Linked DNA regions of Mus musculus: regions 1, 2, 3, 4, 5 and 6 are each linked to region 7. The links are chromatin contacts, called in public promoter capture Hi-C maps. All regions are on one chromosome and are shown on one strand. Each heading gives the region's core, a stretch centred on a gene start, on an enhancer-like site or on the middle of the called end of the contact. The rest is flanking DNA. Distances are from core to core; before and after follow the strand shown.

What was found. Promoter capture Hi-C pulls out the DNA fragments that hold promoters and counts their contacts. Capture Hi-C pulls out chosen DNA fragments and counts their contacts.
Region 1: a promoter capture Hi-C map of the HPC-7 cell line shows a contact between it and region 7, with 7 times the contacts expected there. The contact joins the enhancer-like site here to the promoter of Cnga3 in region 7. A contact is called at or near these places in 15 of 39 promoter capture datasets (the C10 cell line, the HPC-7 cell line, HPC-7-derived erythroid cells and 10 more), 1 of 484 Hi-C or Micro-C datasets (bone marrow-derived macrophages), 3 of 115 datasets of contacts at active chromatin or transcription factors (embryonic stem cells and large pre-B cells) and 3 of 9 other capture datasets (adipose tissue, liver and pancreatic islet).
Region 2: a promoter capture Hi-C map of adipose tissue shows a contact between it and region 7. The contact joins the promoter of Mgat4a here to the promoter of Cnga3 in region 7. A contact is called at or near these places in 2 of 39 promoter capture datasets (the 3T3-L1 cell line and stem cell-derived epiblast-like cells) and 1 of 9 other capture datasets (adipose tissue).
Region 3: a contact with region 7 is called in a promoter capture Hi-C map of stem cell-derived epiblast-like cells, with 4 times the contacts expected there. The contact joins the promoter of Cracdl here to the promoter of Cnga3 in region 7. A contact is called at or near these places in 12 of 39 promoter capture datasets (the 3T3-L1 cell line, 3T3-L1-derived adipocytes, the HPC-7 cell line and 6 more) and 2 of 9 other capture datasets (embryonic stem cells and liver).
Region 4: a promoter capture Hi-C map of the HPC-7 cell line shows a contact between it and region 7, with 4 times the contacts expected there. The contact joins the enhancer-like site here to the promoter of Cnga3 in region 7. A contact is called at or near these places in 16 of 39 promoter capture datasets (the HPC-7 cell line, HPC-7-derived erythroid cells, Sertoli cells and 10 more), 1 of 484 Hi-C or Micro-C datasets (nephron progenitors), 2 of 115 datasets of contacts at active chromatin or transcription factors (both in embryonic stem cells) and 4 of 9 other capture datasets (adipose tissue, embryonic stem cells, liver and 1 more).
Region 5: a contact with region 7 is called in a promoter capture Hi-C map of stem cell-derived epiblast-like cells, with 6 times the contacts expected there. The contact joins the enhancer-like site here to the promoter of Cnga3 in region 7. A contact is called at or near these places in 11 of 39 promoter capture datasets (the HPC-7 cell line, cranial neural crest, embryonic stem cells and 7 more), 1 of 484 Hi-C or Micro-C datasets (bone marrow-derived macrophages), 3 of 115 datasets of contacts at active chromatin or transcription factors (embryonic stem cells and stem cell-derived neural progenitor cells) and 4 of 9 other capture datasets (adipose tissue, liver, macrophages and 1 more).
Region 6: a contact with region 7 is called in a promoter capture Hi-C map of embryonic stem cells, with 2.6 times the contacts expected there. The contact joins the promoter of 4930556I23Rik here to the promoter of Cnga3 in region 7. A contact is called at or near these places in 6 of 39 promoter capture datasets (the 3T3-L1 cell line, the HPC-7 cell line, the SN4741 cell line and 1 more) and 2 of 9 other capture datasets (adipose tissue and liver).

The regions. Positions count from the first base shown.
Region 1 is chr1:36,813,328-36,816,442 of GRCm38.p6, reverse strand. Tmem131 (transmembrane protein 131) reads left to right here. Exons shown (of 41, transcript NM_018872.2): 23 at 196-334; 24 at 447-556; 25 at 922-988. Among named protein-coding and RNA genes, the nearest start is that of Zap70, 53 kb to the right of the region's middle. Within about 2 kb of position 1,797, at least 37 of the 459 cell types and tissues checked have an H3K27ac peak or open chromatin away from gene starts, as enhancers often do. A contact at or near this core is called in the HPC-7 cell line, bone marrow-derived macrophages and embryonic stem cells, where this site is marked.
Region 2 is chr1:37,539,540-37,542,835 of GRCm38.p6, reverse strand. It overlaps Mgat4a (mannoside acetylglucosaminyltransferase 4, isoenzyme A), which reads left to right and starts at 1,820. Exons shown (of 16, transcript NM_173870.3): 1 at 1,820-1,871.
Region 3 is chr1:37,718,242-37,721,133 of GRCm38.p6, reverse strand. Cracdl (capping protein inhibiting regulator of actin like) reads left to right here and starts at 1,323. Exons shown (of 10, transcript NM_028096.1): 1 at 1,323-1,564.
Region 4 is chr1:36,883,460-36,886,644 of GRCm38.p6, reverse strand. The region is part of intron 2 of Tmem131 (transmembrane protein 131); the gene reads left to right. Among named protein-coding and RNA genes, the nearest start is that of Tmem131, 54 kb to the left of the region's middle. Within about 2 kb of position 1,929, at least 45 of the 459 cell types and tissues checked have an H3K27ac peak or open chromatin away from gene starts, as enhancers often do. A contact at or near this core is called in the HPC-7 cell line, adipose tissue and hematopoietic stem and progenitor cells, where this site is marked.
Region 5 is chr1:36,829,676-36,832,739 of GRCm38.p6, reverse strand. The region is part of intron 11 of Tmem131 (transmembrane protein 131); the gene reads left to right. Among named protein-coding and RNA genes, the nearest start is that of Zap70, 69 kb to the right of the region's middle. Within about 2 kb of position 1,544, at least 82 of the 459 cell types and tissues checked have an H3K27ac peak or open chromatin away from gene starts, as enhancers often do. A contact at or near this core is called in embryonic stem cells and stem cell-derived epiblast-like cells, where this site is marked.
Region 6 is chr1:37,612,640-37,615,821 of GRCm38.p6, reverse strand. It overlaps 4930556I23Rik (a long non-coding RNA gene), which reads right to left and starts at 1,315. Exons shown (of 2, transcript XR_373329.1): 1 at 1,255-1,315; 2 at 449-923. Cracdl (capping protein inhibiting regulator of actin like) reads left to right here. Exons shown (of 10, transcript NM_028096.1): 8 at 1,154-1,341; 9 at 2,341-2,485.
Region 7 is chr1:37,217,716-37,220,565 of GRCm38.p6, reverse strand. Cnga3 (cyclic nucleotide gated channel alpha 3) reads right to left here and starts at 1,361. Exons shown (of 6, transcript NM_009918.2): 1 at 1,028-1,361.

The sequences.
Region 1 (3,115 bases), core at 548-3,047, 400 kb after region 7:
AGCTATAGCACAGATGACTTTAATGTTGACAGCTCTCTGTGCAAAATAGAGACACATGATATGTCATTGAGAGCTTAATAAAGCTGCATGCCCAGTCATAAGGATGACAGCATCTCTGTCAACTTCTCTAAGACTCAAGGAACATCAACAGAAACGTGTAGAGAACATTCACTGACATAGAAATTGCTTTTCTAGGTTGAATGCTATGTTTGAAGTAAATACAGATCTTCAGAAAAATATCGTATCAAAAGTCAGTGCCGAGCTCTCCTGGCCGTCTGTCCTTAGCTCGCCCCGGCTCCTGAAGTTCCCACTCACTAACACAAACTGTTCTTCGGTAAGTGTTCAAATGGCCTAAACAGTCAGCAATGGGCCACGCGTGGTTAGAGAGCCGACGCTGTAATTCCTCTGTAGGGATCTCCACTAATGCATCTGGGCTTTGCTTTAAGGAAGAAGAGATTAGCTTAGAAAACCCTGCAGACGTCCCTGTCTACGTCCAGTTCATCCCACTGGCTTTGTATTCCAACCCCTCCGTCTTTGCAGATAAGTTAGTCTCAAGGTAAGCACTCCTTAGCTGGTCAAAGGGTAAACGCAGAGTCTGGCTTTATGGCTGAAGTTGCCAGCAGTTTCCTGGGAGTGGGTTGGTATTGAATTGAACATGAAGAAAAGCTTTCAACAGGTGTAAATGGGGCGCTCACATTTAACAGATTTGTAAAGGGACAACAGACAAAATAATTCCACTAATTCCTTTTTAAAAGTGAACAAGGTATTAATTATAAGTTAGCCTTTAGTATTAATATGGTATAATGCTACTGGTCCCAAGACCTGACAAAAGATAAATTTGCAAATAAAACCTCAAGTTTGGCTATCCTCCATAGTTCCTAGTTGTGATGTTTATGAAGATAAACGTGTTTTTTATTTTAGGTTTAACTTGAGTAAGGTGGCCAAGCTAGATTTGAGAACACTTGAATTCCAAGTCTACAGGAACAGCGTAAGTACAACAATCATTTACTCTGCTAGGACCAGGGCCAATGGGAAGGACACCTGCGGGCTGCCCTTAGCCTGGCTGAAGGCAGCTATTGCAGTCCAGGAATTGACTTAGAGGCAGAGGAGAGCAGGAAGAGTCAGGGCTGCAGATACACAGGGTATGTTAGACGGTTCCTCTTTGTGGGTATTAACCTTAGAGTCAGCAGTCAGCCCACGATAGCTCAGCATAATGCCACCCAGAAAGTCTGAGGCTGTACATGAAATATGCTAATGCAACATTTTATTTTTAAGCGTTAAAAGATTCAACTGAGCTGGGCGTGGTGGCACACGCCTTTAATCCCAGCACTTGGGAGGCAGAGGCAGAGGCAGGTGGATTTCTGAGTTCGAGGCCAGCCTGGTTTACAAAGTGAGTTCCAGGACAGCCAGGGCTACACAGAGAAACCCTGTCTCGAAAAACCAACCACCCCCCCTCCAAAAAAAAGATGCTTCCTGATAAAATTGTAAAACCTGTGAATGTGAGACCAATACCTGGCACAGCTCTGTGTGTGTGTTTATCTCGATAGATAATGTTGACTTTAAAGTGTATAATAAGTTGATTTGTTCTGGGGGTGAAAGTGGCCTCTATTATTCAGGTAAGTGTCTGCTAGCCACTCATATTGTATCAGGCCTTGATGTGGAGGGTGCATGTCAGCTAGGAAGGTTTCACAGGGGCCAAAGCCCTGCAGGCTGCCTGGGGTCTTGTGCTTCATTGCCTTTCTGCCTTATTCAGATGAGAGTGTTTGTCCTTCCTGTTTGGACCACATAGTGCTATGTAGGAAGTCTCCCCAGCCTCGTCCAGCCAGCTGCTTTGTAGTTCTTCATCTCTGCCACAGCTGCAGTCAGAGCCTAGAACTCAGACAGCAGTTTAGACACTCCCGATTCCCTGTATCATTCTCTTAGGATCTCGCCTTGCTCCTCCCATCCATAAATGCCATTGTAGCAAGCACTGGAAGTCATTGAGAATGCCCAGTTACTAGAACTTGGTTTCTTCTGCCTTGATAGGGAAAATACAGAAGTCAATGAGCTGATGATCTCATGCAGTCGCATTTGCAAGACATAGGACCCTGACCTAGACTCTAAAGGACAGATGGATGAGGAAAACCTCTGGACCTCAGGAGGTTTCCACAGAAGAAATTCTCAGTGTGAAACTCTAATTGCTGAGAGTCCTTTAAACATGCTTCCTTTTCTGTCCTATCCAGTTCTATCCAGTTCTATCCAGTTCTAGAGAGTCATGAATTCATGTTGAAATTGAATAAATTTTGTTTGCTACTGTTCAAAGACATTTTCTTTTCATTATAAATGCAGACTGGGGAGCAAACAGTGGCTACAAGGGAGGTTTAGCACCGTGTCTCGGTTCACACCTAACAGCTGTGATCGGTAGTACAAACAGCATCCTAAGAAAAGCAGATGTGTCTGTCTGTATTACTACAGAGGGGTTTCTGAGGTTACCCACGGGTCCCCTGCTCAGTCTGTCTGACCCTTAAGAGCTTACCACGGCACAAGTATGGAGCCCGTTAGTGCTGTGTCGGGGCACCATACTATCCCAACGTGCTTTTCAGACCATCAGAGGTTAAATGAGTTAGTATTTTGGAATACATACAGTCTTTCATTGTGCTCATAAGTGGGGCCAGCATGATGACAAACAGACTTAATCCCAGCACTCAGGAGGCAGAGGCAGATGGATTTCAGTGAGTGTGGTGCCTGCCAAAGCTACATACATAGTGAGAGAGAAAGGGAGTGGAGGCGATTGCCAAGAATAGCTTATCAGAAGGAGCTTTCTCAGCGGGCGTTTCAGAACAGTCAGAGTATTCTGTTATCCTGGTAGACTGTTGATAAAGAACAGTGCTATCTGTAAAGGGAGACCTTTTACTTCATAAGCGGGACTTACGTAGTGCACGTCATCAGTCCACGTGGTGTGGTATGTTTGTCAGTTCCCACTAACACAGCAGAACCCAGCCATGCCAAGAGAAGTAGAGAATGGCACACAACTCACCCTTCCCCAGAATATTTAGTCTTCTTTAAAAAAACACAAGAGTGTGTCTTTGTGTTGAAACAGTGTTTTTTAACATAAAAACAAAACAACTCTGAACCA
Region 2 (3,296 bases), core at 571-3,070, 320 kb before region 7:
CCTTTACCAGGGGGGAAAAAATAGAGAAAGCGGAAATAGGTCTTTTTAAGATTCATTCAGTCATCCGATAGCTGGTGGGTTGCTAAAGGTGAAAATGGAAACAGAGAAGCAGAAGTCTCTGAATTAAGGAGAATTGGGTTTAATCGCGGTTAGTTGCCTAAATAACTATTTGTATCCATGAAATTCTCTAGTTTCTCTCTGTATAACATTGGGATATCGGAAAAATGACTGTCTGTGTTGCTCAGTCTTTTAGCTGACCCTAACATAGCTCAAGGGCTGTTTCTCTCCTGTCGAGTATTTTCTTCCTCTGCTTGAAGCTGTGAACTGATCTGACACTCAGAACAGTAGAAAGGTAGCAAGGCCTGGTGTGTCTATGCTGACAGGAGAATTAGCAATTCACCCCAACCGTGTTTCAGACGCTGTGTCTGGTAGGGGTTCCATCTATAGTGCTTGTGTCCATCTTGAAGTCTAGTGCTGGGTTGCTAACTGTCAATGTTTTAGGCACAGTTATACAGGGAATTTAGCTCTATTTCCCCCCAAAGTAGAAAGCAAAGCTGCCACTGGGTTTATCATGCTTCTCCCATACCCCGGCTGGTGCAGAGCTGGGGGAAGAAGACTGTGAGCCTCTTTTGGGATTTTGAAAACAGCTTAGGAACAACGGAGAGAAATCTCACCACAGGAGAGCTGAGAAACCTATAAATATAATAGCTAATTATTAAACACTTAATTTTGAGACAAAAAAAAAACGTCCCCCCCAAAAACAAAAACCCCTCATTCCGATGTTGTATACTAGAGTTTTCTATTTTTGAATTACTGTCGTCTTCTGATCCAGATATTTATTGCCTTGGTGTTTGCCAGGAACAAGGCTGTTTCCTAGTTTTTTGATTTCTTGTATGTCTTTGCAGTGTTGTTGGGAGGATTATGGTAACAGGGAGGACAGACACATCTCTTATCTTATTAGCTCTGTAACCACAGGTAAACTCTTTAACCTTTTAAGCTCATCTGTGAGAAATGGGGATTAACATATATGATAAGCAATTAAAGATTTGCCGGGATTATGGTAAGAAGCAATTAAAGATCTTAATATATGCCAGGCTTGATAGCTAACAGATAACGTGCACAGGGGCAGGCCACTCACGTTTTCTATAGATGTCCATCCATTTCGATCTGAAACCAGTTTTAAACTTTAAGAAATGGTCATCTGACACGTGCTCAAGAGAGAAGGGAAGACTAACACTGCATAGTAGAAAAATCGGGGACATTAGCACTGAGTGGTGTGCCTTTAAACCCTAGTCATATTTGTTGCTTCTAGTTGCTCCAAATGGTCCTCCCTGCGTCTCTGCCTCCTCCTGGAAGCTGGAGGATAACGATGCTCCTCACTGATGCTGGCAGTGTAATGCTTGGAACAGCGGGCCTTGGAAGCTATGGTTGGATTAGAGCCAGGACCTGTCACCGCGCCTGGACCGCCAGAAGATGGGACCCAGAGCTAGGAGGAAAGGCCATGGTGACCAGGTTGTATTCCGTGGGCTCACTGGGGCCTTTGTTGCCTCCCGAGGTTGCATGCGCTCAGGCCGGAGGGTACAAGCCAGATGTGGCGGCTGCGCTCCAGCCCCGGCCGCAACACCGATGCAAAAAGGGGCTGGGGAGAAATATATAGGCTGCTCTATTGCGCCGTTGAGTGACAGGCTGGCCGGCCACTGGCAGCGGCGGCGGGGCGCTTAGGGAAGTGGCGGCCAATGGCTGGCGGGAACTGGGGCGGGGGCTGGGCAGGGGCTGTCCCTGGCGAGGGCGGGGCGCGCGGCCCGCGGCGGCGGAGGCGGCTCCAGCAGCGACGCCGGCGGCCGCGGCAGAAGCGCCCTGGCCCGCGGCAGGTGAGGAGCGCGGGGCGCCGGGCAGGGGGCGGCCAGGAGGAGTACGGCGGGGTCCGCGGAACACCCACCTGCTGGTGGCTGAGGCGGGGCGTCCCGAGGCCGCCGTCCGATCGCGCGCGCACCGGGCCTCGGAACCGGGAGCGGGGCGCGGGCCGGCCGCCCTCCGCGCCTCGCCGCAGCCGCAGCCCCTCGGTGCTGCGCTCCTTCCCGGTGGTTGGCCTGGAGCCTCGGGCGGTCCCGGAGCACCGGGAAAGTGCAGTGCTGTGTGCGCGTGCACCGAGACCAAGAGTTGCGGGCAGGATCCCGCGACTGGAGGGTTGGAAGGCTGGAGGGTTGGAGGGCTGGGGGGCTGGGGGGCTGGAGGTGGCGCCGCCGCGGGGCAGGTAGGGCGGGGGCCGCTTGCCTGCGGGGAACTAAGATGTTCCGGGAGGTACGGGGGGAGCGAGCCCGGATTCCTCCCAGGCCTGGGTTTCCTCCATCCCATGGAAGCGGCGAGTGGGATCCCCTCCCCGACCTCAGGTGGGGTCTCGGACCCCTCCAGGTGTGACAGGTGATGTCTGGAAGGCTTGGCGTTAAGTGGTGGCAGTGGTACGCTTCCCGCGCCCGCTTTTATTTCTCTAAGCGTTGTGATCTCAGGAGCGGGTTCACGGCTTACATTTAGAATTCGGAAATAGCTGTAGATGGTATGTTATCTTCTTCGAGCCTGCCATCTATTTTGCTGTTGTGCTTTTTGCTGCCGACAAATTATTTAGTAAAAGATAAAAGAATGACATGGTTATTCACTTGAATGTAAAAATCTAAATTTAGAATCATGTAACACGCGCTCTGTGGTTCAGGCTCCTTTCTCTTCCAAATGCTTAAAGAATAGTTTTACTAACAGGTTATGGTGACATAGGTTCCATTAACCCCTGAGTGTAAATCATAACACATACTAGACAATGAAATTATGTAAGCTGTATAAAAGAAATATTTATGTTCTCTAAGTGGAAAGGGCATGAGTTTTTCATAATTGCGGTTTATAAAGTTGTGCAGGCTTACGTCATGGTGTTCATTGATCCGGGGTGTCATGAATCGTGCCTCTTGTTCTTTCAGGCACCTCTGTTTTGTCTGTGGGATGCTGATGAAGGACTCTACCAAATGTTAACCAAAGTGTTCTTAGCCGTGGAACATATGGGATATTTCAGAGAACACTTTAAAAACTTAATTAAAAAAAAAAAACAAACCCAGATGCAAGATTGTTAAATCTATTAACAAAACATATTCCTCATTCTGCGGTTTAGAGTTGAAGCCTCTTTTGGAGGATGGAGGAATGGCTAGTTACGTAGTCATTTTTTTGTTCAAAGACTTGGTTGTTATCAATTAATATAGCCAGGACAGTCTTAAGGTAAGGGCGGTAGATAAGTATTCACATATGTGGCCTCGGAC
Region 3 (2,892 bases), core at 74-2,573, 500 kb before region 7:
TAGAAAGGCAATTTACGGAGTCAATAAATATTTAGCGGTTACAGCCGTGCAGAATACGTGTTGATCTGAACAGCAAGCAACAGCAGGCTTAGGGTGGGTGGGTGAAGGCACAGGCTTGCTTGTAGTTGTTCAGTTTAGTTTGAGGATTTCAAACAAGGCAAACACACACCTAAGCAATTCATTTGCTCCTCTGTGAGTCACCTGCTCACTGTGAGTGGTTGTCAATTAGGAGACTGATTCATGATTTGTTTATGTTCTTTGAGGGAATTAATTTCATTTAACCATCAAAGGAGACTTTTAAGTGACTAGCTTGAACCAAAGGGATCGATTACACCCAAAAGTTAAAAAGGCAACTAACTTCCTTTCATGTACCCAACCAAATGAGATCTCTCGCCAGGTTCTTTCCTATTTTGTTTGGGATTTTGGTCTAATTTTAAAGTCCGCTTTTCAAGATAGAGGTGCAAGTGTGTGCTTCTTGGGTTTCTCTGCGTCCCTGGTCCCAAGATATCAGCCCCAAGGCTCAACGGTGGAGTATGGATTCCTCTAGATCTGACAGTGGCACTCTTAACATCGCTGCGGAAGTCAGAACTCAGGAACCACTCCACCCCAGTGCCACTGTCTGATGGGAGAATTCTCTTTTCTACCTGGGGCTCCTGCTACTGCAGCCTGGGCGTCCTGCTGGGGCTCAGCTGACATTCCTTGTACTTCACCCCTTGACCATGGCAGTGTCAGCAGGCCAAAAGAGGGCTCTCTCTGTAGGTAGCTTAGCTGAGGAGCCGGGGGGGGGGGGGGGGGGGGGGGGGCAGCCCGCTCCTTCCCCAAATGGGCCAGCTCCTCTGTTAGATGTAGGGGTGGGGACCGAAGCTGAGACGTCTCCTTCAGCTTTTTATCCCACACTTGCCAGTGCCACAGCAATGATTCACCTAGAGACGGGGCGGCAGCTTCCCTCATTAGCCCTCAGACGCTCGGACCCACAAGGTTATGAAACAACTTTTACTTTTTATCCGTATGCGCACGTTCCTCCCTGCCACCCGGGCGCCCACTCTCCGAGGCTCGGGTGACAGGGAGGTGGCGCGCAGGAGCCGCGATCGTGAGCGTCCTCGTCCTGGCGGTGGTCCCCCAGCCCTCGGACCTCGCGCAGGCAGGAGCCAGCCAAGCTCCCAGCTCTGCAGCGCCGCCACGTGGGGTGGCCAGGGTCCCGCGTGCCCGGCGGGAGCGGCGCGGGGGAGGCGCGCGGGCCTGGGCGGCGCGGAGCAGAGCTGAGCAGAGCGGAACAGCCGCGTCCGCCCCCGCCGGGCCGCGCGCAGCCGAGTCGGGAGCCGGGAGCGCGCGCCCAGCGCAGGGCCAGCGCGGCCGCCCGAGGGTCGCGCCCGCGTCCGCGTCCATCCCCCGGCCGCAGACCCCGCGCTACCCGCGCCCTACCGCCACCTGCTGCGCGGCGCCGCCGGCCCTCGACGCTGCGGCCGGGGGTCAGGGTGCACCCCGGCAGAGCAGCCCCCGCTTGTCCCCGCGGACTGAGCCCTTCCCGGCACGCTCGCCAAACACGGCCACGCTCCAGTGCCAGGTACCTGGGACAGTCTGAAATGGCGTGGCCACGCAGCATGCGTGGGGCGCAGACCCAGGGAGGTTGGAGGGAGCTGGGTTGGGGGTGAGAGTCTGACGCGTTCCCGAAGTCGCGTCCTGTCGTGGAGCTGGGGAGGTAGTGGCGAGAAGAGCTCAGGTAGCCCAGGGCCCTTTGGACGTGAAGGGTACCCACGCCACCCCTGTGGGGGCCACGTCCACGACACTATGGTCGGTGGGGCCGAGAGAAGCCAGACGCGCAAGTGCCCAAAGTTTTCCTCTGAGCGCTTTGCTGGACTTAACTTTGAAATGTGAGGCAGAGCTGAGCAGTTTAACCAGTTTTAACACTAAGAAAACGGGGGGGGGGGGGGGGGGGACAGGGCTTGCTGCCCGCGTTTCAGTTCTTAGTACCAGAGCATAATCGCGTCTGTCTCCCAGGGCCACGGAGAGGGAGACGGTGGACACACAGGCTGTCTTCCTTATGCTTCGGGTCATGGTTTATTTAACAGGCTTGGGGCTTAGGTTACAAGCCACCAGAGGGGAGTCTGAGTTTAATCTTAGACATAATCAGAATTTGAATCAACAAATATTTGCTGAGCAGTCATTTACTAACCGGCAGGACTTCGTTTTCAGTATGAGGTAGGTAGGTGTACAACTGCTGAGAGGCGGGGTAGTTACTCAAATGAGCAAGCGTTTGTTTTGTTTTGTTTTTGTTTGTTTTGTTTGTTTGTTTTTGTTTTTGAAATGCAAGGGGAAAGGAAGGCCGAGGTGTGACTGGACTTGTGGCCTGCAGGTGGCCAGTTGGCATTGTGTCAGAAATGAACCAGAAAATCCAAGTGGGAAGACAGGCACCTGTGTTGTTTGTCGCTCTCTTGGGAGCCCTCGCACCTTCCAGAACTATTTTAAAGTAAGCCCCTCCTTTGGTGGAGGCTGGGACTTCCTTCCATTTACCTAAATACATAGCAACCACGAAATAGAATCTCAGCCCTGATACTCATTGGGAGCTGGGTCATGCCAGACGTGCACCTGAGATGAATGAGGATCAGGGATCACCTGAGAGCTAGCTCTTTGAGATTATAAAATGATGGAGACGAAGTTCAGTGCGGGTGGCTGAAGATGTCTGCCCCCCACCCCACCCCCGCGTTGAGCTGCGCTGCGTTCCACTCTGAATTCTAGGGTTGTGCCGGTCCAAATCGGAGCATGAGACAAGGCCGAGAGATCAGAAAGACTGGTTCTGTCCTTTACTTAAAATTGAGGTATTTTGTAAATCATGGGTTTTCATATTTGTTTTAAATGCTTCAAAATGTTGCATTTAACATTTCTAGTAACATG
Region 4 (3,185 bases), core at 680-3,179, 330 kb after region 7:
TCATTTTTTCCCCATTGTTTCAGAAATCCCCTTTTGTATATCTTTGTAATGAGACTCCAGTCAAAGCTCTGCACACCAGAGCAGAGCTATGTTCTTGGTAGATGAACCTACATGGCAGGGAAGTGAGTGTCCTGATGACAGACACCACAGATCTGTGTTCAGGTCACTATTCCTTTAGCAACAAACTGAAAATTTTCAGTGGAGTGTTGTTCTGAGCTCTGTGAGCTGTCCTGGTGAATAAGAGAGTCAGGGGATCATTGACAGCCTTGCATTTATAGCTGATTTGTCAGAAATACAGGTGGCCAAAGTGCACAACTGTGTATGGAGTGAGGGCACAGCCAGCATCTGGATTCTCACCTGACTCTGACTGCTTAGATAGTATTAGAGGATAGTATTTGAGTCCACCAGGAGTAGTATTTCCATTATGTCTCATGTGAAGATATGTTACATGATGCTGTCGTAGGAAAGGCTGCCGTATGTAGGGATTTAGTGGTTTTGGAAGTGGGGCACTATGATACTGCTTTTTACCATCTAAGCAAGAAGTTAGCAATCGTTCTGTAAGGATCAGACATTAGCTGTCTGAGGGTTCAGGTGCTAGCAGTCTCCACTTAACCACTCATCTACTGTTACTGTGGTACAAAAGCAGCCGTCTATCCCTGGTACCTAGGAAGCAAGCATAAAACCAGTAGCAGAGTGGCTTGGTCTGTGGGTTGTAGGTGGTCATCTCCTCTGAACAGTCTTGGGAGTGGGCTCTCTGTTCTGTTAGGGAAAGGGAAGGGAGAAGGAGCTAGGATCAACTTTTATGAAGGCTGAGAATATTCATCTCTATAAAGAGACATGTAAAAGTTTGCAGAAGTTTGGAAAGCATAGAAAAGTAATACTATTGGGTATTGCCTAGGCATGCTTTATTTGTTATTGTTTTTGCTCTGGAAATCAGTCTAAGAGTCTTGTGTGTGCTGGACAAGCACTTTGTTGCTGAGCTATAGCACCGGCCTCCAAATTCTTAAGTGAATGTAATAGACTTAGGCAAGCAGCTTAATGTACAGAAATCAGTAAATTAACCAAGTAAGCAACTGGTGAGTGACAGAACCGAGCCTTCCTGTAAAGCTTCCCTCTTAGCCACTGTGCTTTTCGCGTAGACTGGAGAGCAGCGCTCTGATGTGATGCAGCCTAATGCCTGCATTCATTTCTATGGTGCCTGTTCTCACTAAGCATAGTTTTGTTTTCTCGCACTATAGACAGTTCTATAACATAGCAATTAATTTTATATCACAGTAGCCATTCATCAAGTCAGGGGCCACAGGAAATATTCATAATTGGTATGACAGCTGAACACTTTGAATTATAGTGCAAGAAGATGCTACTACAGATAAAAATTAAGGGGGCCGGAAGGTGGCTTAGCCAGCAAGATGCCTGCTCTGCCTGAGGACCCGAACTGGGATTCTAAGGCACCCAGGCATGGTGCACATGTAACCTGAGCCCTGGGGTAGGGGAAACAAACCCTTGGAGCTCACTAGCCAGCTAGTCTTGGCAAATTTGCAAGCCCCAGATTCAGTGAGAAGAGACCCTTGTCTGAAGAGATAACATGCAGAATAATAGAGAAAAACATTATGTGCCTGTGTGCACACAAATAAAAATGAAAACTATAATTAGTAACATCATAAAGTTCAGGAAAATTTACATCTTGAGCCAAGTAGTTCATTGTTTGGGGAGTCAGGGAAACTGTCCTGTGCACTTTAGAATGGTCATTCGTGTCTTTGTTTTCTTGATGGTAATGGCATCTGCTTTGTAACAATTCAAACATCTCTTAAGGTCTGGGGAAGTAGTTTAGTGATGGTGATGGCCTAGCATGTGCAGGGCTGAACTCAGGCCCTAGACCTTTACGCTCAGCCCACAGGGATCCCTGTGACCTTGCTGAGGAAGTTGAGCTATTGTGAGCTGCATTTATGATGAGAACTGACACATTACATAAGTGCTCCTGCAGAGGCCAGTGTGGTGGATTGAAATAGTCTGCTTTCCTCCTGTGAATCCTATTGAGAGGTGGGGAACCGTCTAAAAAGTTGTGTTCAAATTGGTCTGGAATTGGCAGCCCAGTGGTGAGCACTGCATGCATGTGGTGTGAATTGCAGGGTGGGAAGGAGTCTGATGGCCTCTTCTGGAGTGGCAGGACAGAAGGATAATCTGGGTTCATTTGGGCATTACCATGTTTCTCTGATTCTGAGAACTTTCTTTGAACCACTAGTGGTAGTCATTTGTGATAGATGGTTTACATGATATAGATAGTTTCTAGGACCCAGAATTCTGCTAAGCTCTGTCGTGGAATGTGATGGGCCAAATGTCCCTTCAATCAGCTGGTAAAATTGATTTCTCTGTAGAGATGTCCTCTTTAAGGAAGTAATCTCTTTTCAGACAGTTGTGGCCCATTTACTTTTTCCCTCACGCGTGTGTAGGTGCACCACTTGCATGCTTCATGCTGTGCAGGTCAAAAGCAGGCATCAGATCCTCCCCACACTGGACTTAGGGATGGTTGTGAACCATCCTCAGCAGGAACAAGTGCTCTTGACCTCTGAGCTATTTTCTCCAGCCTCTGCTTTCCTGGAGTGAATTTCCTGTTCTTGTTCTTTGTTTACATTTCAGTCCCCACCCCCTTTCTTCTCACTGCTTTGTGAGAGAAACTTTCCCATTATGAAACCCCTCCTGGTACAGTTACTCAGGGCAGGGCATTTGCTTGCTCTGTTACATGGTTTTGCGGCTTGTCTTGTGTCTGTTCCTCCTGACATGACTTGTTTGTGGTTAAGCTCTAGATTCTGACACTTTTAAAATAGATTTTGATTTGACCTTCAGTGTACTGAAGGCGAATTTGGTCTCTTCCACCTAATTTTTACACTTTCTGTTGTGCTGCCCTGTGTTTAGGCCCAATGTTAAGATACACGTAAAGACAAGTTTAAGATTTTATTTCTCAGATTACCTCAGAGCCAAAATAGCATCTCCTTTCAGTACTTGGGGCACAGTGTTTGCCTGCTGTGAGACTTTATTATAGCTAAATGATTGTTTTGTTGTGTCTGCCTTATACTTCAATAAGAATTTATTTGTTCTAATCTTATTTCTTATTGAATATCAGCTAATTTTTCATAAGATGTTGTCTTAGGGCTTCTGTTGCTGTGAAGAGACACCATGACCAGGGC
Region 5 (3,064 bases), core at 295-2,794, 390 kb after region 7:
TCATGTAACTGAGAAAACAGCCTTCCTGATATCATGACACCCATGTGCCTCAGATATCTTCAAAGGGAGGCTTGCATGAGCTTCCTTGGTAGTTGATGAGTGGGAGCCATTTGTATCAGCTTGACATTTGCTCTAGTGAATGTATACACAAAATATCCAGTTGCTATGTACTAGCCGGTTTCCCCTCGCTTGTTGGCATGCTCTGACTGCTCAATATGTCTTGGAATCTTTTTTTTAAAAAAAGACAAAAAACCAAGGTCTCACACGTGGCTCTGAACTCACAGAGATCTACCTCAGCTTCCTAGGTACTGGGATTATAGGCATGCACACCACACCTGACATAATTACTGAGTGCTAGTTTGACCTGAATATCATGAGAAAAGACTAAACATGTATTAAGAATAGATGCAAGCATCAGATCCCATTACAGATGTTTTGATCCTCCAGGTGGTTGCTGGGAATTGAACTCAGAACCTCTGGAAGATCATCAGTCAGTGCTCTTAACCACTGAGCCATCTCTCCAGCCCTGCTTTCCCATTTCTTAAGTCATCTTTGAATTAGCAGTAGTTAGTAACTAGTACTAAAGTGGCTAGTATAAATAAGTTCATTACAAGGCAATGATTTTGAATAATTTTTTCATCTTAAGTTACCTGAATGAACTTTAAGTATTTTATTGTGATTTTTGTTTGTTATTTATTTATTTGTTATTTCCTTAGACAAATGAGTTTTACCTGATGATTCAGGTTTATTTTTAAGAGTGCACAGTTCAGACTCCTTGTGTAAAGTGGCTCACCAACTTTACATTTGTTCACTATTAGTGCAGTATGTTTTGCAGTGATAACTCTGAATGTAAATTCTCTCTCTCATTTGGCAATGCTTAAAGTATTGCATTTGAAGTGAAAGAATCATTTTTTTTCAACATGTATTTTAAGATCTTCCTGCTTATAACAACTGTATCTCAGCAAAAAAACATGACTTGTTCTTTCTGGTACGGTTTTGCAAGGCTGCTACCACAGAGAGCATGCTACGGTGTGGCCCCTCAGGAACCGCTGCAGCAAGGGAGCATGTCTGGACATGGCCGTGCTTCCATTGTTGCTGTCTCACAAGGTAGACAGTGAAGGAAAGCCCTCTGAGGCCTCAGCTCACAAGGCCAGCTCTCTAGCTCCGCAGACAGATCATACCCTAGAGAAATTCTCACAGGTGGGGAAGTGAGCCTGAGTGTGGCCACGAGCAGCTGGGGCTCCAGCTGCACTCCTGCTGCCTGCCTGCCTGCCACGTGTGCTCCGTGGCTTCCCTTGCTCGGGTGGTAAAATCGTGCAATAAAAGCAAAAGAAACTTCCTTCCATTTGCAGCTTAGCTCACAGTTCTAGCTGTTCTTTGTTTACTCTCAAAATGCTTACATATGCTTGAGGGGATGGAGAGGTCTGTGTTTTAGACGGTTGCTACTAACAGTAAGCTTATTGATAAGTAAGGAATTGCTGTGAGCAGATCTTCTGGTTCCCAGCCCAGTCTTCAGCGCACAGTGAAGCAGATGAGAAGCTCATGCTGGGAGAGCAGAGGTGCAAGGATTCCAGCAGTGCTTCTGCGGGAGGGAGGGAGCAGTCCTTAGGGTGCCCCAGCCTGTGAGGTCTTGCTAGCCCCCAGGGCTAATGGCAGTGCGTGGGAGAGTGAGCTGCCCTGGCAGGCCCTGGAGTTACTCTAATCTTCTTAAGTCCCTGCCATAGCAAGCACCAGGCTGCAGGCCAGTGTCCTTTTTCATATTCTTCTCACTTCTGTTGTGGCTTCAAGGGACTCACATTTGATGCTCAGACTGGGAAGAGTTCTCCTTTATAAGGATCAGCCTCGACTGGGGAGGAATCTAGTGCCCTGCCGGCCGTGAAGCAGGCATGAGCTTCACAGGTGGAGGATTGTCCTGGGGGGAGGGGGGGGGATAAGTGGGCTTTGATGTCAAGTTCACACAGCCCCAATGATTTGATACTTAGAATTAAGGTTACTGTGCAATTTGTATACCAGGATGTCAGACAAGTGGCCCTGTACCGAGTCAGGAGCCTGGCTTCAGTCCTCTCGGTACCCGACTGTTGAAACATTGCGTTATACTCTGAGGCTTTCTTTCTTTTTTTTTTTTTTAGATTTGCTTATTTATTTATTTATTTATTTATTTATTTATTTATTTATTTATTATATGTAAGTACCCTGTAGCTGTCCTCAGACACTCCAGAAGAGGGAGTCAGATCTCGTTATGGATGGTTGTGAGCCACCATGTGGTTGCTGGGATTTGAACTCCTGACCTTCGGAAGAACAGTCGGGTGCTCTTACCCACTGAGCCATCTCACCAGCCCGAGGCTCTCTTTATTAGAACAGTGCGGATAGAATTGATATCTTTGAATTCTTTCAGTTAAAATGATTTGTATCATTGAGGATAATTTAAAAAAATAAACCTTATAAAGTGTTCAATTTAAATATATACTAAAAATACACCATTTAGTGGGGTGTTTGTTTATTTGTTTGTTTGTCTTAACTTTAAGTTTGTGTAGATAGACCTGATTTCCTAAGTTGTAAGCATCCGAGCCTCACTTCCAAGTTCAGTGCCTCTGTAGTGAGCCTCAGTCCCTAGTGCTCACTAGAGTGCAGCCTTACCCTTTGACAGTGGACCGTGCTTACCCTGCCAAGCTGGGGAGAAACACTGCAGAGGCCACATGGGGTCACAGTGCCCTGAGGTGTGCTCACTCTTCCTACTAGGACACAGTTTCAGGGCACCTTTGTGTGTGGCTTTCTTCAAGATGGATGAGTCTTGAGATATCTTCTTGTCCTCTTATCTTAGAAAGTAGGCTTTCATGTAGAGAAGGAGACCTTTAGGTTTCCCATGTGTGAGTTCGTCCTGAGGTGTCATACTTAGTCATCTCATACTTTGCCATCACTGCATTTCATACAGTGTTCTTGTGAAAGTCGGGCTTTGCTCTTGTCTTATTTCACTTACAGCTACTAGTATTACGCCTTACGTTTGTGTATGCTTTTCTTTCTACCTAAACTACTAGACTAAAATAACAGGTTTGTTTTCTTCGCA
Region 6 (3,182 bases), core at 66-2,565, 400 kb before region 7:
CAGCGTGACCCGAGGAACCAGAGTTACAGATGGTTGTGAGCCACATGTGGATGCTGGGACTCAACCTCAGGTGCTCAGGCAGAGCAGCCGGCACTCCTCCCTGGGCCCCCCAGCCCTCCTCCCTGGGCCCCCCAGCCCTCCTCCCTGGGCCCCCCAGCCCTCTTTATGCTCATTTTAAAAATGTATCTTTTGGCTCAGATGAAATTATCCAAGTGCAGGTTATAAAGAATTTACCAGAACTATGTCTTGTGCCTTTGGGCTAAGAGGTGACAGAGTGCTCAGTACCCAGCACTGAGCTTTGAGGAGGTGAGAGAGGCTGGCCTGGCCTTCAACAAGCTACTTCTCTGCTCTGATTTCAAACTGGAATGGCAAGTTCCTCGGGTTGTGAATTTAATCTTATCAGAACTGTTCGAGGAATATGTTGTTAGCCAAGAAAATAAAGTTCAAACCCTGAGAAAATGTTCCGTCTGTTTCGAAGAGAGTAGCTGCCTCTGGGATAGGGATGGGAGTGAGGGTGAGACACAGGAAGAGTTCTGCGGGAGCTCCTGGTCACTAAGTGAAGAAATGGCAGGAGAGGGCAAAGAGGGCCCTTTAAAAGAATGTAGAGCAGGAGAAGAAAAACAGCCGGTGTTAACCATGCAGGCCCCAACTTCCTGTGTCAGGTGAAGACAGATGGTTGTAGAAATGGCATCACGTCCCACAAAGGGAATGTTTTTAGCGCGTCAAGTAAATCCGGAGTGGGGGCGGGTGGCTGGTCCCAAATGTAGACTCTTATCAAAGGCATCCTATCTGTGCATACATTCCAGCTCCTCCCAGAGAGAAGGCCCTGGTAGAAATTAGCTCCAAAGTGCACAGGTTGGGGTGGCAGCTGCATCTTGTGGTTTTGGCGGCTCAGACCAGAGGAGGTAATCTATTTGAGACATCTATAGAAGAAAAAAAAAAATGAAGTTTGCTGAAGAGAGGCTTTGGCTCAGGGGGGAATGGGAAGTGGGGGTCTCTCTGAGACTCTACTCCTCAATCCTACCACTCCTCAGCCCCCTGAACCAAGCAAAGCAATATAACACACCTTGTATGGGAGAGAAGCTGTGGGTGGGACTGAAGGGGAGAGTGGGACTATCTGCCTAACATTGCTCCTTCTTGGCCTTTATCACAGAAAAGGGTCAGCCTCCTGCGGCTACAGGTCCTGGGGCTGATGGGCAACCCACCCCACCCTGGATCACCATGGCCCGGCAGAAGAGAAGAGGAGCCCCAGACCTGCCCGTCAACCAGGAAGAGAAACCTGGGTCGAGGATCCTAAAGACAGAAACTGGGAAGCAAGCCAAGGTGGCCGAGAGAGCCCAGGTTACCACTCTTTTTCTGTGGCGTTCGGGGTGGGGGTGGGGTGAGGAGGGCAGCGATCTTGTGAGGGTGTGGTGGGAGCAGGTACCGCTGTGCTCACAGAGGTCCTGCATGAACATCACAGAGATGCCGTGCCTACCGTGATGGCTGACATGCGCAAAGGCAGTACGTCAGCTTGTGGACCCCGTGATGGAGCTAGCTGCCTCTTTGCCTGTGTGGGCTGGTAGAAATGCAGTGGCGCCCGAGGCTGCTCTGGCCTCCTAGGCAACGCAGCTCAGCCTCTGGAAAAAAATTGAAGACAGTTAAAACAACGGCTCCCTTCAGACACACGCTAATATGGTCACCAGCTCCACCTCAGCCCCTTGTGTGATGATAAATGAAGCCTGCTCTGGCTGCTGCCTGCTGGCTTCCCTTTTCCCTCACCTGGGGCTGCACAGCCAAAACCTGGAGTTGCATGTTGTATTCAACTGAAAACAGCTCTCACCAACCCCAACAACTGTGCTGATGCACCCTCTGCTAACCAGTACAATAAATGGGGTTCTGCTGTCTAGGAAAGGGAGCCTGCGCTGCAATAGGACCTGCTTCCCTTCCTGCTAATGCAATCCTCAGTTGTGTCTACACAGCTGAAGACCTGTATGTAGCATTGAGGAGGGGAAATTACAGTGCGAAATGTTAGCCCATTTCAGCTGCTGCCATATAGTGTGTATCATAAAACCATTCCCTACGGCTTTCACATAGAGTCCTCGCTCTATACCATCTGGGGCTGAGACTGGGCTGTCCAGGCAAGCAAGGAGCCACCATGCACACGTGGGCTGCAGGAGGCTGGCACAAGTCAGCTCTGGCATTTTGGTGGGTGATGCCGGTGCACAGAGCCCCTTTCCAGAAAGTGCCAGCAGCAGGGTGCATCTTGGAAGAGACATTTTGTAGCTAAGACACTTGGAGTATTTACCCACTCTGAGTCTGTTATCCTTGGGCAGCACCTGTCATTTTGTGTCTCCGTAGGAGTCTGTGAAGCAGGGTGACTTCGTCCGGAGCAAATCTTTCCTGATGACCCCTGCAAAGCCTGCTGTGACCCAGAGGCAGGGGTCAAAACTGAACCTCAAGGAAGGGCTACAGAGAGGAATCTCACTGTCCCATCAGAACTTGGGTATGAGACTGGCTTTTATTTCCAAATACTTTGGCACACACTCATGCACGCGCACACAGATATATATATTTACACATACACACACACATATATATATTTCTTCCTATGATTGGAGTTTGTGTTATTGAATCATTTTGCCATGTTGAGCAGTGTTTTTTTAATGTAGTCCCCCCCCCCTTTTTTTGAGAAGGAATTTACATGAGATAACGGTCACCCATATCCAGTGTGCATTTCAGTGGATGTATTTAACGGTGAGATTATGTGTATTTGCGGAGTCCCACCACCCTGGTAGCAATCTAAGAATAGAACATCCCCCTCACACTGGAAGGAAACCTACTTGTCACATTCCCTACCCTGGGGGTAGGTAAGCACTAACCTACTTTGTGTCTCTGTGAGATATCCCTTTTTGGGAATGTGAAATCATAAAACACAGGTCCCTGTCTCTGCTGGTTTTGAATGCAATTCTGAGCTCCGGGAGGTGGTATTTGTCACCTCAAATGGTGGATGAGCCCGGAGTCTCCTGCACACTAATCACATACTCTCCCGTCGAGTGACATCCCGAACCTAATATTTTTTAATTTTTTATTTACTTTGTATTGTGGTCAAACGACACGAGACTTGTACTTTACTAGCCATCTTAATTGGGTGGTTGTGAAGGTGGTATGCTCGGTCCCTCGTGCAGCCTACCTCTGGTGTT
Region 7 (2,850 bases), core at 112-2,611:
GGGGGTGGCATAGAGAAAAAGACCCATCTCAATCTTCAGTAGGGGGTGGGGGTGGAGGGGTAGTGAGTGTTCACGTGGCAGTATACTGGGGATGGGAGGGGGTGTCAGAGCAAGGCTCTGGGGCCTGGTTATTGTTATCTTTCAACTCCTGTAGGAAGCTGGCAGCCAGAGAGAGCTTCCAGAACTAGAGAAGAGCCTGCGCAGCTTCCAACTGTTTACCTCTGGGTACCATGGCAACCTGAGGCTGGTCACCATAGCAACCCCATTCTTAACCAGAAGCACATCCTGCAGCTGACAGTGAATGAGAACAGAAAAGGCATAAAATCAGGTGCATCAGAGGCAAGAGGCACACAAAGTCCTGGCCAAAACCCCAAGGAAAGTGACTGAGATCTTGTGCCATACAGACAGCCGTTAGAGAGCAACCATTTCTGGCATCAAGGACCACAGAGGACCCCCTCGGGAGTGAAAAAGAAGTTGAGGAGGAAAAAGAATCAGAACAAATTTCACATTCATCTCCACTGACACCAGAGGATCCCTCAGACCTCAGCTGAAATCTCTACTATGCTCTGCATGATATGACTAAATTTCCTACAGCCAGAATTTTAGCATAGAAGTTTGGTTTGGTCATGACATGCACCTCCCGCTCTGGGTCCAAATTTTGCCAGGCTCCCTTTCCCATGGATTCTCACTTCGGGAGGTGTGGGCACCAAAGCACACTGCACTGGGTGAGTGCCATGGCCGGACAACTACATCGCTGCTTGTTTTAATGAGTGATGCTGTATGGGGTAGAAGATGATGACCCACAGAGAATGTTGGCACAGAGCTGGGCTCCCTGCTATGGGATGGTGTTTGAACCCAGGTGGCAGGCACTTTCTAAAGCTTTGAGGGATTGGGAATGGTGAAGCAGACCCCAGTCTCAGATCAGAATAAGAATTAGTGATGATCGCTCATAAGGAACAGTCCAGCTTCTGGAGAGAGGTTACTCAGGGTAGAGCTACAGGGAGAGCCCTGAGCAAACGGGTCTCACCTGTGAGGCTGTTTCACCAATGCCTGCTTATCGAAGGCTGCAGACTCCACACCGCTCTGCTTAAGTCTCCTTCTTGAAGGAGGCAAGCCGTGCCTAGGAAGACGCTTGCTTCTGAAGATCAAAGTCCCAACAGCATCAGAGAGGGAGATGATGAGAAAAACAAAACAAAACAAAACAAAACAAAACAAAACAAAACAAAACAAAACCTGGATCAGCTTTTCCCACTTCCTAGCTCCACAGTCCCAGCCCAGAGTAGCCAGTAGATTGGCAGCCTGAGGTGGTCAAGGGTGGATTGGGTGTGGAGAAGGGGGTGGAAGACAAGAGGGAGTGCATAGTTATTGAGGAAATTCTGAAGACTGAGCCAGACACTTTATCAGATAAGCGGATTTTAAGGGATCAGGGGCCACCAACCCTAGCCACTAAGCCTTCTGGCCCTGTGGCTAAGTCCGGTATAAATTTTTCATTAAAAAAAAAAAAAAAGATTCTTTCTTCTTAAATAAACTCCTCACTCCTTCCTCAGTCCACCTGACTCTTTGTCTTTCTAGGCTGAGTAGGGTTTGGAAGAGCAGCTCACATCCCCTGCATGCTGCCTCAGGGTGACGCCTTCCAAATCTTTGACCCGAGTGTCCCAGCGCGGTTTTGGCGCTGGGAGACACTAATCCGGTGAGCCAGAGGGACGAGATGGACTTTGAGCTCCTTCCTGATTTAATGGCAGTGAAGATGCTGCCTCTGAGTACAGGATGGCTGGAGAACGTATGGCTGGACCCGGTCCTGTGGCGGTAAAGTCAGCCCAGCTCTTTCTGTTTGGTTACTCGACGGCTTAGCGGGCTTAGCTCAGTGAGTTGCAGAAAGGGGATGCTTATGGGGAGCACCGAGTACGCTTGTTCTTGTTCCAAGCACACTGGAGGGTGTCCCCTATGTCTGCAGAGACAGGCAGGAAGGGACCTGTTTCAGCACCGTGGGCTGCGGACAGCGCCCCGCCACTCACCAGGACCAGCTTGGACCTGGAGCCCGGATCCAGCCCAGAATCTCTGTTTAGTGTAGTGGCCCAGCAACTTCCAGCTCAACCCCCACCCCCACCCCCCTTGAGTCCTTACCCTGTCAAAGTTTGGGCTTCTTGGTGCGCCTGGATCTGGGAGAGCGACTCCTTCCTCTCTCTCTCTCTCTCTCTGTTCTGGGCAACAGCCCGGACTTCTTTCTCCTGCTCTTCAGCTCCCTGTCTCCGGCATGGTCTTCTGGGTCCAGCAGGCGGAGTAACTCTGTTGCTTCCTTTGACTGAGAGAGTCAACTGAGATGCCTGGAATTCAAAGGAAGTCTGGAGAAAGGCAGAAGCCACACTTGCTTGTATTCAGAGGAGGGGAAGGAGGAGGAAGACGGGGAGGAGGAAGAGGAGGCAGGAAGCAGGAAGCAATAAAGTAATAGTCCAGCTGTCAACTTTGGACTTTTCTTCTGATCTCAAGTGGCCACCACAGACAACTTCCAGTAGCCCACACTAAGTGAGGACAGTAAAGATCGGGAGGCTTGAAGTTTAAGGTGTGTGTGTGTGTGCTACAGTCATCTACAATGTACAATTATACAATCTACACTCTTAATGGTGCTTTTAGAAGCAAGTTTCTCTTGGGATGCATATTCTTGCAGTTTTTAGTTTCTTCTACCTCACTATATTCTAGACCAGTGGCTCTCAATGACCCTTTCACAGGGGTTACATCAGATCTCCTTCACATCAGGTATTTACATTACTATTCGTAATGGTAGCAAAGTTATAGTTAGTAGCAATGAAAATGATGTTATAGTTGGTGGTCACCACAACATGAGGAACTGTA